Regions from separate parts of the Sus scrofa genome. Here regions 1 and 3 are each linked to region 2. A link is a contact called in public Hi-C and HiChIP or PLAC-seq data. All regions are on one chromosome and are shown on one strand. Each heading gives the region's core, a stretch centred on a gene start, on an enhancer-like site or on the middle of the called end of the contact. The rest is flanking DNA. Distances are from core to core; before and after follow the strand shown. Region 1 holds the start of ZCCHC10 (zinc finger CCHC domain-containing protein 10). Region 2 holds the start of SHROOM1 (protein Shroom1). Region 3 holds the start of AFF4 (AF4/FMR2 family member 4).

Region 1 (3,428 bases), core at 238-2,737, 150 kb before region 2:
AAATGGCTGAGAGTGAAAAAGCGGCAGACAGTTAAGTGTGCAGGTTAGAAGAAGAAAAAAAGACTACAAGAAAGGGGCATCTGGGGAGTTCTCTTGTGGCACAGCGGGTTTAGGAAGCATTGTCACTGCAGTGGCCCAGATGGCTACTGTGGGCTCAGGTTCCATCCCTGGTCCTCGAACTTCCACATGCCTCAGACATGGCCAAAAAAAAAAAAACACGTTGGGGGGCATCCGGCATGAACTCCCTCATTATCTCCTCACTGCAAACCTCTTGTTGCGCGCCCTTTCACTAGCTCATTAGCTACAACTGGCCATCTTTCGGTTCTTAAAAACGAAGTTCTTTCCTGTCTCAAGGTATCTACTCCAGTCTAGATGCTCTTTCCTTTAGTCCTCTCAGGACTGGCTCCTTTCTCACACTTCAGATCTCTTCCAATGCCACAGAAACATTTCTTCAGAAAAGTCTTTCCTGGCCAACCAACCAAACGTGGATCTTTCTCTTTCCATCACCTCTTATTTCCTCTTCAAAGCTCTTATCAACTGTATTTACGTAAAATGTTTAGTTTATCGACTCCACCAACAGAATGTAAGCTTTCTGAAAGCAGAGGTTTTGCCTTGAACACTTCTTTTTCCTCATACCCCAAACTTGACATAGAATGATAGGCAATGCTTATTAAATTCTGCTGAAGAGAATGAACGGCAGAAAGTGAGAAGATAGTTCGGGAAAAAGTCGGCGTCGTAGTCAGCTGTTTCTAGGGAAGGTAACAGGAAGGGAGCAGGTAAAGCCAGATGGGCTGGAGGCCCTCACAGGAAGCGGAAGGTTTACGTCGGCGAGAAAAGGGGGTGTTGGATGAGGGCTGCAAGCTTCTCCCTGTCACGCGTGGGGTGGGCGGCTAACTTGTCAAAGGGGCATCAATCGCTTAGTGACCAACTCCGGGGCGTCCCGTAACCGGGAGCCAAACGCTAAACTCTCTTCAGACACCCCTAGGTCCCGCCTAGCGGTCCTACTCAGCCGTCGTCCACGAAATCGCTAGTCCACCGGACATCAAACTTAACGCCCGGGCCCCAGCCCCTTGCGGGGAGGCAACGTATGAGAAAAACGGCACCTTCGGCCGAGTCACAAAGAGGATCTGACACTGGCCCAGCATCCCGGCGCCCGCTCACCAGCTGGCTGACGCGCTTCTCCCCGCCCCCAGCCCGCCCCGCGGCCCGACTCCGGCCCTCACTTACGCTTGTCTCCGGGCTATGAGCCGATGCATGGGAGTCGCCATCTTAGCGCAGCTGACGCCCGCCGCGCAGGATTTTGGGAAGTTCCTCCAAGGGGGCGGGGCCTTCGAACCCTGGAGGCTGTCGGCGTGGGCGGAGCTAGTCCCGCCTGGCGAGTCGCGGGGGCAGCTTCTGGGGCAAGTAGGGGGTTGGGCCTGTGTCGGGCCCTTGTTTGAGGAAGAGGAGTGAGGTCGGTTGTCTCTTCTGAACAAGGCTTTTGAAGGGTGGGGTCATGTAATTGCTAGGAGAGACAGGGAAGAACATTCTCCAATGAGGTGTTGATCTGTTCCTTCCCTTTTCTTTTTTCACCTGTGGAATATGGAAGTTCCGAGGCTAGGAGGTCAAATCCTGGCTGCAGCTGCCGGCCTACGACACCGCAACTGGGAACCCAAGCCACGTCTGGAACCTATACCGCACCTCACATGGCAGCGTAGGATCCTTAACCCACTGATGGAGGCTAGGGCTCGAACCCGTGTCCTCTTGGATACTAGTCAGTTTCAGTTATTGCTTAGCCAGGGGGAACTCCTGGTCATCTTTATACACAAATGAATTTTTATATATAAATGAATGAAACTGCAGTGTTGAAGAAACTAGAAGTTGTCTGGAGAGCAAAGTGAAAAACAATGAGTTAAACAAGAGTAAGACCATCAGATGAGGAGTTCCCGTCAGTGGCTCAGCGGGTTATGAAACCAACTAGTATCCATGAGGATGCTGGGTTCAATCCCTGACCTTGTTCAGTGGGTTAAGGATCCTGTGTTGCCTCTGCTGCGGTGTAGATCAAAGATGTGGTTCAGATCCAGTGTGGCTGTGGCGTGGGCTGGCAGCTGCAGTTTGCATTCAACCCCCAGCTGGGGAACTTATATATGCCGCAGGTGCGGCTTTAACAAAACAAAACAAAACAAAAAAACCGTCCATTGAAAAATGCTGACCTTATCAAACCATCAAGTGCAATATATGTTAATTACTTACATTTTTATGTATATCATAGTGATGTTATAAGGGTATAGGTAAATTTGATTTGTCAACTGGAAAGAGTAACAAATATTAATTATTTAAGGATATTTTAGCATTTAATGACAGATCATGGAGGTTTAGTCTCCTAAATCCATTTTGTACAAATTTTTTTTTCTTTTGTCTTTTTGCCTATTTCTTGGGCCGCTCCCTTGGCATATGGAGGTTCCCAGGCTAAGGGTCCAATCGGAGCTGTAGCCGCTGGCCTATGCCAGAGCCACAGCAACGTGGGATCCAAGCTTCATCTGCAACCTACACCACAGCTCACAGCAACGCCGGATCCTTAACTCACTGAACGAGATCAGGGATCGAATCCGCAACCTCATGGTTCCTAGTCGGATTCATTAACCGCTGAGCCACGACGGGAACTCCGATTTTGTACCAATTTAATTCATTTAGACATTCTGTTTTCTTCCAAAGATCTGCTTGTGCCAGTATTTGTATGGCTTTGATTTCCATAGTTTATTTTTAGACTATTTTGATGTCTGGTAGGTCAAGTCTCTCCTAAATAATTCTAGTTCTCCTCAATTCTCTTTATTGCTCTTAAACATTCATTTTTCTAGATGAAGTTTGTTCTCAAATTTTCAAGTTTTCCACAAAACAATATTAAGATGTATTTGTCAACGAATTTTAAAGGAAATTGCACTACAGCAAATGTGAAAAGGCAAGAGAGAGTAAGATAAAACAAATAGGAGGAAGCAATTATTACTATTATTACTATTATATATTTTTAGGGCCACACCCTTGGCACATGGAAGTTCCTAGGGTAGGGCTCTAAATGGAGCTGTAGCTGCCGACTTACACCACAGTCACAGTCAGGCTGAATCTAAGCCAGATGTGCAACCTACACCACAGCTCACACCAACCCTGGATCCTTAACCCACTGAAAGAGCCCGGGGATGAAACCCTCGTCCTCATGGATACTAGCTGGTTTTGTTCCCACTGAGCCATGAGGGGAACTCCCAGGAAGCAAGTATTACTATAATTATTATTACAAGTTACTTGGATTATAGATAATAAATGCTATTAGAGCACATTGATAAATCCCCAGCACTGGATCTTACTCCCAAAAATTCTGGACAAAATCAAAAATGAAAACCATAGAACTGCTAGGTAACTTCTGTTACATGGACATTGTGGTATACACTTGATAA
Region 2 (3,461 bases), core at 471-2,970:
ACCAGGTCAGCTAAGACCCCCCACCCCCGGGGAATGTTGCAGGTACTGCCTCTCCCTTCTAGGAAACACCATATCCTCCCACCACTGACCTCCCTACCTTCCCTAACCAGCAATCTGCAGCATCTGGGATGTTGGTGATCCTGGGCTTCAGAAGTATCTAGGAGACTCAGATAAGCCTGTTTTTCAGTTTCCACCCCAGCTCTGGGCCACCTTCCTCTGTACTCCCCATCAAGCAGCTCAGGGAAGGCAAGCCCCTACCCCCTCCAGTCCCCATAGCCCATAGGGAGCTCCTGGTTCCAAGACTCAAAGCTGCTTTCACCCTTATCCAGGCACACCCACCCAGTCCCTCCCCTCACTCCTCCTCCTGGCACTGGGGAAGTATTGATTTCTGGCTGTTCCTGCTCCAAGCTGGGCTTGCCCGCTCCTTTGGTTCCCAACAACTGGAGTCACATGATCAGTGTGCATGGTGGCAACTGCCTCACTCATTCTGTCCCCTTCCTCAGAAAAGACAAGTAGGGAGAGAAGAGTGGCTAGAAGCAAAGGTGCCCTCTTCCTTCCTACCCCCCATCTACTCCTTGTAAGGCTGCTCCATTCCTTGTCATTCAACAAATATTTATCATCATTACCTGCCAGGCACTGACGGTACAGAGATGTGTAAGCGCAGGGCCTGTCCTCAGGAAGCTCAGGGGTGGACATGGGGAGACTGAATCACTAGTACACGGCCGCCAATCAATGTAGGGTTGACTGCTGTGATGGGGGAAGGCTCAGGAACCGCTGGGAACCCGAAAGGTCAGGAGACCTCTAAGCTGAGCCCTGTAGGAGCAAGAGTGGCAGGACAAAGAGACCGGTGAGCCTGTCATTCCTAGACAAAAGGCAGAGGCTCCCAAGCAGGGGACATATTATCCAGGAATCTGCCAGTATTTTGAAGCGGCGGGGAGGGGGGGTCACCATTTACCACAGTGGAGTCTGGGCTTTGTTGGAGGCTTCAGGCATCTGGGGGGTGGGTGGGGTTAAACTGGCTTTCAGCAGGGTTTGCTTCTAGGAAATCGATTCTGGCTGCAGTAAGTTTGGAGGCAGGCCCAGATTCCAGGCAGGGATCTGACTCTTACCAGCTGTGTGCCTCTGGGCAAATCATTTCTCCCTCAGAACCTCGGTGTCCTCATCTGTAAAAATGCAGACAGCACTTGTGAGGGTCAAGATAAATATTTATTGAAAGCACCTGGAGCACAACCAGCCCAGAGGGAGGGAGGAAGGCTCTGAAGCTGCTCCTGCCACCTGACCCGGCCTCCCCCACCTCCTTTCTTTGTTGGCCTGCGATCTCGGACTTGATCTCGGATCTTGACCATTGTTTATCAGGGAAAGATCACAGGGAGAAGCTAACAAAGCTGCCAGGAAGCAGCCTGGGTGGGACAGGCTGGGGGAGGGAAGGAGTATGGGTACATGCAGCGCTCCAGAAGGTGCCAGGGTAGAGCCAGGGCTGCTAGCCAAGAGCGCGCCCCAGCGGGGAATGGGCTAGTCGCCAAGAATAAGTGAACTAAGGCCCTCACCCTCCATAGTGGCTCCCTTGGTCCTACTGCCCTTGCTAGCCCCGACTAAGGGGGTGACAAATGCTGGCGCCAAGGATCCTGTGGCCAGAGAGAGGATGTGTAAGCACCAGGCCCTCTGTGATGGAGGGGCCAGCAGGCTGCCCCAACCCTTCCCAGGAGCGCCTCACCCACCGCACCACGTCTGCTCTTCCAGGCCAGCCTCGGCCCTCGTCGGAGCCATGGAGGCCCTGGGTCCTGGAGGCGACCGCGCCTCCCCAGCCTCATCCACTCGCAGCCTGGACTTGCGGCGGCTGTCTGCGCGCGCTGACTCGGCCTACGGCTCTTTCTCCGCCGCCTCCGGCGGTCCGGAGCCGCGCACACCTTCGCCGGGGACCCGCCCGCTCCCCTACCTGGACTGGGACTACGTGCGCGTGGTCTGGGGAGGCCCGGCCCCCGCCGCGCCCGCCGCGGGCCCTCGCACCTGCCCGCAGCCCCGGCCTGCGGCGGCCGCGCACAGCGGGCCGCGTCCCCCTGAGCTCCAGGGCACCCCAGGGCCTCTCAGCCGCCACGCCACCCCGCTGCTGTACGCGCTGGCGGCCGAGGCGGAGGCCGCGGCGCGGGCCGCCGAGCCGCCCAGCCCGCCGGCCTCGCGGGCCGCCTACCGCCAGCGGCTGCAGGGCGCGCAGCGGCGAGTGCTCCGGGAGACGTCCTTCCAGCGCAAGGAGCTCCGCATGAGCCTGCCCGCCCGCCTGCGGCCCGCGGCCCCCGTGCGGCCCTCCGCCGCGCACCCGCGCTCCGCCTCGCTCAGCCACCCCGGGGGGAAGTGGAGCCGCCGCGCCCCGGGGCTCCCGGGCCGGGAACCTCTGGCCGGGGACGCCTGGCCAACCAGCAGCGGAAGTGGTGCTTCTCCGAGCCGGGGAAGCTGGATCGCGTGGGTCAGGGGGGTGCGCCGGCCAGGGAATGTTCGGGGGAGGCCCGCTCCAGCTCAGGCCTTGGGAGGCTGGAGCCCCAGGAAGAGCAGCCGCGGACCCCGGCGGAGTTCGATGGTCACCAGATCAGGTGGCTGCCTGTGACCCAGCCCCGAGACATCGAGGACCCGAAACCCCGGTCCTTGAGGCTCGGCCATGGCTACAGACCTGCCGGTCGGAGTTGGAGCGCTTCAGGAGAAGTCTTGGCCCCGTGGGGAAGTTCAGGAGGGGTCATGCCCATTCCGCAGGTATGGAAGATGGGGGTTGCCAGCTTGGGATGGGGGCAGCTGGAAGACTGAAAACCTGAGCAACATTTCATCCATCTGCTTGCCTTTCCAGGCTGTTCCCCAAGGAGCAGAAACCACCAGCAGACCGTTGTTTCTGACCAAACGTTCTAGGTGAGAGACATGGACCCCTCTGGGGAATGAAAGCTGGGGGCAGGCAGCTTTCATAGATCCTGCCCAAGAAAGAAGAGGGCCTCCCACTTAGCCTCAGTTTGAACCTTCTGACCCTCTTTTGCAAACCACATCTCCTAATCCCTGCCCCCCAACACCCTACTGTTCCTCTGGTGCAGAACCAGGGTCATCTTTCCTGGTGACTGTGGTCAGTGTGGGGTCCCTGCCTCCAGGTTTCTGACTGAGAAAGATGCTGCAGAGGTGTGTCCTGCAGAGGGCCCCCAGAGCAGCCCCTCTGACGGTGAGCAGAATGTCTCAGAGAACTGCAAGGTGTCTGTTCGGCTTCCTTCCCTTCCTGATGATGAGGTTTTCCTGGAAGAAGCCCCGCTGGTCAGAATGAGATCACCTGCAGACTCCTGCGCTCCCTTGGGGCTCCCATCCAGGTGAATTCCCTGGGGCTTTTAAGCAAAGTGAGACACCCCGCTTCCTACACGCGTCTACAGAATGCTGGAGGAGCAGGGAACCCTCTTGCTGCTGGGGTCTGAGAGCCAGGAGGCGGGGGTGGGGGTGGG
Region 3 (3,147 bases), core at 345-2,844, 130 kb before region 2:
TAATTTGGCAATATCCATTCAAATGGAAAATACCTTTTGACCTAAACATTGCAATCTAAGGATTTATAGGTATAGTTGTTCTTCTTATGATTACTAGTTGCAGCTTAGTTTGTAATTTAGTAAAGACTTGACAACAACCTTAATGTCCACCTGTAGGGGATTTGTTAAAAAAATATATATATGCTATTTACATAAAATAGAATATTATACTGCTCGTAGAAGAGTGAGGCAGTTCTTTCAGTGTTAATATGGAAACATATCCAGATATTTTGATTGAGAAAAGGAAGGAACTTAATAGTATATATAGTATGTGATCACTTGTGTAAAAAATATGTATAACTGGACTTTAAGATATATTTAGGGAGTTCCCCTGTGGCTCAGCAGATGTGAATCTGACTAGTATCCATGAGGATGCAGGTTTGATCCTCCGCCTTGCTCAGTGGGTTAAGGATCCAGCATTGCCATGAGCTGTGGTGTAGGTGGCAGATGCAGCTTGGATCTGGCATTGCTGTGGCTCTGATTTGACCCCTAGCCTGGGAACCTCCATATGCTGCGGGTGCAGCCCTAAAAAGACAACAAAATAAAAAATAAAATAAAATATATTTATAAATGTTTTGGGAAAGCTACTGAGAAAATGCTAAATGACTGCCTCCAGAACTGGAGTAGTTAAAATGGTAGGGATGGGAGCATCGATTATTTTTCACTGTTTTGTCACAGTTCATTTTTAGTTTTACATGAATACACTTCCAAATAGATATATAAAATCTACATCAAGTGTTTAGCTTAAAGGCGTGTTTAGCAAAATTCTGTGGTCACTTCAGAATTTTGAAAAGGAAGAAACTTCTATTGATGCTGATGAATTACCAGCTTTAGGGCTGATAAAAACATATTCATACGCACATTCCTTATAGTTTATCATAAATCTCCTCAAAAGCCTTGCATTTCATTTTTAGACATCTTTAAAATGCTTGCTTCAAAATTAGCTCGTAGAAAGTGAAAAAAACGGCTTCACCAGGCTCCTTTATAGAAAGACATCATCTAAGAGGCAGGAAATTATCAAGTGTTTTCCAAATAATAACCCCAAAGTCACTTCTCTGGACAGTTAACCACACTGGGTTCTGTGAGACCCTCTGAAAATTCTGTCTAGTCTATAACTATTACTTTACTCTCAATTACAGCTTCCCCGAGGATGTTAGAAGCAAAGTGTGGAAAACGTTATCTTGACGAAAAGTATTCACGGCCGAAGATGCTTAGATGACCAAGAAAAAAAAAAGGCCTGCCTGGCTTCGCGGGTGATCAAGCCAGGTTCTGGGCGGCCTCCGGTAGAGAAACTCCCCGCAGCCTTCCTTTCTCGGCCGGACCCGCGAGGGCCGCTGGACTGACTCCGGGCTTCAACGTCAGCAGGAGGCCGAGGGTCTAGGGGGGCTTCAGGCTCGGCCACACCCCCAGAAGGGGCCGTCCGCCCAACCCCCTGAGCCCCAGAACCGGTAGATCCGGCTCAGCCCGGCCCCGCCCTTCCGAACCTCGCTAGCGGCTACGCCGTGCGAGGTGCGCGCGCGGGAGGCGCAGGCCCGGTCACGCTCCGCCCCCTCGGCCCGACGCGGCCGCCGGGCCCGAGGGCTCGGGCCTAAGCCGCCGGGGCCAGTACCCGGCCGGGCCACGGTCTTCGGCCCCGAGCGCCGCGCACGTCACCACCCCCCGACGTCACCTCCCGGCACTGCAGGCCCCGCAGCCCTCCGCTTTTCTGGAGGGGAGGGGCCCGGCGTCGCCACGTGACGCCTCGTCCCCGCCCGGCCCTGGTCACATGGGTGGCGCGGCCGCTGCGTCAGTCACAGCCCTGGCTGCGGGAGTCGAGCCGCCGTCGCCGCCGCCGCCGCCAGCGGACGGGGCGGGGATCCCGGTGCCAGGTCCTCGTCAGCCCGCCTCAGCCGGCCCTCCCGGCCAGGCCTCGACCGTCATGGAGCGGGGCGGGACCTCCGCCTGTGCCGTGTGAGCTGCGTCGCCGCCGCCTGCGCTTTTCGAGACCTCCCGAACCCTCGCCGCCGCCGCCGCCCGGAGCCCCTCGCCCTTGGCAGCCTGTCGCCGCCCCTCGGGCGGGCTCGAATGCGCGTCCGGTGAAGGTGCAGGCCCGGCGCTGCCACTGCCGCAGCCGGGAGATGGTTCGGGCCTAGCGGAGCCGGGACTGGAGGTGAGAAGCACCGACGGACTGACGGAGGGCCGGGCCGGGCGGCGGGGGAGTGGGGGAGGGGAGGACGGGGTCCGCCTCCGGATTCGGAGGGACCCTCCGGGCTCGGGCTGCTCGATCCGGCATCTCTTTTCGCCTTCGCATTCCAGCCCCCTACCCTTATACACACACAAAACATTAATGAAATGGCTAACCCAATCCTAACAAAAATTCCCAGAAATCCATCTTTTCCCAGTTTTGTCTTTCCCCTTCCATTTCTCAATCCATTCTTGCCCTCAGAAATTCCTTCGACTGCATCGTTGCTTTTAAAGCCCCTCCTGAATTTCAGGGTGTTTCTAGTTGAAGAGAAAAGAGGGCCTAGATGCTGGCTAGCATTACCCAACTAGTTCTCGCTTTCCTTCTCGCGATCCTGCGCACGTCCTCCTCCTTCTCCTCCTCCTCCTCCTCCTCCCCCTCCCTCCCCCGCAAAAAGGAAAAAAAAAAAAGGGAAAAAAATTTCCGCCTTCGGCTGGTTAAGGGGGTTGACTAAAAATGGGAATGTTGGGGGTGTAATACTGGAACACCCCCCCCCATAACTTCTGAATCGGTCCAGCTCGTTACCCCGATAGCTTGTATTTGGATATGGATGTGTAGGCCTTTCCTCCAGCTGCCGGTGCTCGGGGTTAATCTCGTAATTGACGTCAGTGCTTTGTTCCTTCCACTTTGCTGTTCCTTCCACTCTTTGAGGATGGATCATGGGATCCAGGAGTTGGAGGAGTCTCCTTACTGCCTTTTCTTTCGCAAAGACTGTCGTTTATAGGAAGTTGAAGATACAAATCTGCGATGCTTGCGTGTGGAGTTCAGACTAAGATGCAGAGTTCGATTTAGGGTTCTCAGAGTCATTTCAATTCAGAATGGTGCGATTTCTTTCCTGCTGGCTAGGGAGATTTTAAACTAAAGCTAGGCCCTTTTCCAGTTATCAG

Evidence for each region. A called contact is a pair of places that touch in the nucleus more often than the background predicts. HiChIP or PLAC-seq counts read pairs in DNA pulled down with a chosen protein or histone mark.
Region 1: a Hi-C map of liver shows a contact between it and region 2, with 3 times the contacts expected there. The contact joins the promoter of ZCCHC10 here to the promoter of SHROOM1 in region 2. A contact is called at or near these places in 1 of 5 promoter capture datasets (liver), 1 of 47 Hi-C or Micro-C datasets (liver) and 1 of 2 datasets of contacts at active chromatin or transcription factors (skeletal muscle).
Region 3: a contact with region 2 is called in an H3K27ac HiChIP or PLAC-seq map of skeletal muscle. The contact joins the promoter of AFF4 here to the promoter of SHROOM1 in region 2. A contact is called at or near these places in 1 of 5 promoter capture datasets (liver), 8 of 47 Hi-C or Micro-C datasets (embryonic fibroblasts, liver, mesenteric adipose tissue and 2 more) and 1 of 2 datasets of contacts at active chromatin or transcription factors (skeletal muscle).

The regions. Positions count from the first base shown.
Region 1 is chr2:135,303,913-135,307,340 of Sscrofa11.1, reverse strand. ZCCHC10 (zinc finger CCHC domain-containing protein 10) reads right to left here and starts at 1,487. Exons shown (of 4, transcript XM_003123930.3): 1 at 1,228-1,487. The coding sequence starts at 1,268.
Region 2 is chr2:135,150,799-135,154,259 of Sscrofa11.1, reverse strand. SHROOM1 (protein Shroom1) reads left to right here and starts at 1,720. Exons shown (of 8, transcript XM_021084746.1): 1 at 1,720-2,348; 2 at 2,351-2,742; 3 at 2,834-2,892; 4 at 3,123-3,332. The coding sequence starts at 1,766. It overlaps LOC102159960 (a long non-coding RNA gene), which reads right to left and starts at 1,810. Exons shown (of 6, transcript XR_002341904.1): 1 at 1,719-1,810; 2 at 1,548-1,625; 3 at 1,110-1,163; 4 at 98-813.
Region 3 is chr2:135,282,378-135,285,524 of Sscrofa11.1, reverse strand. It overlaps AFF4 (AF4/FMR2 family member 4), which reads left to right and starts at 1,594. Exons shown (of 21, transcript XM_021084750.1): 1 at 1,594-2,188.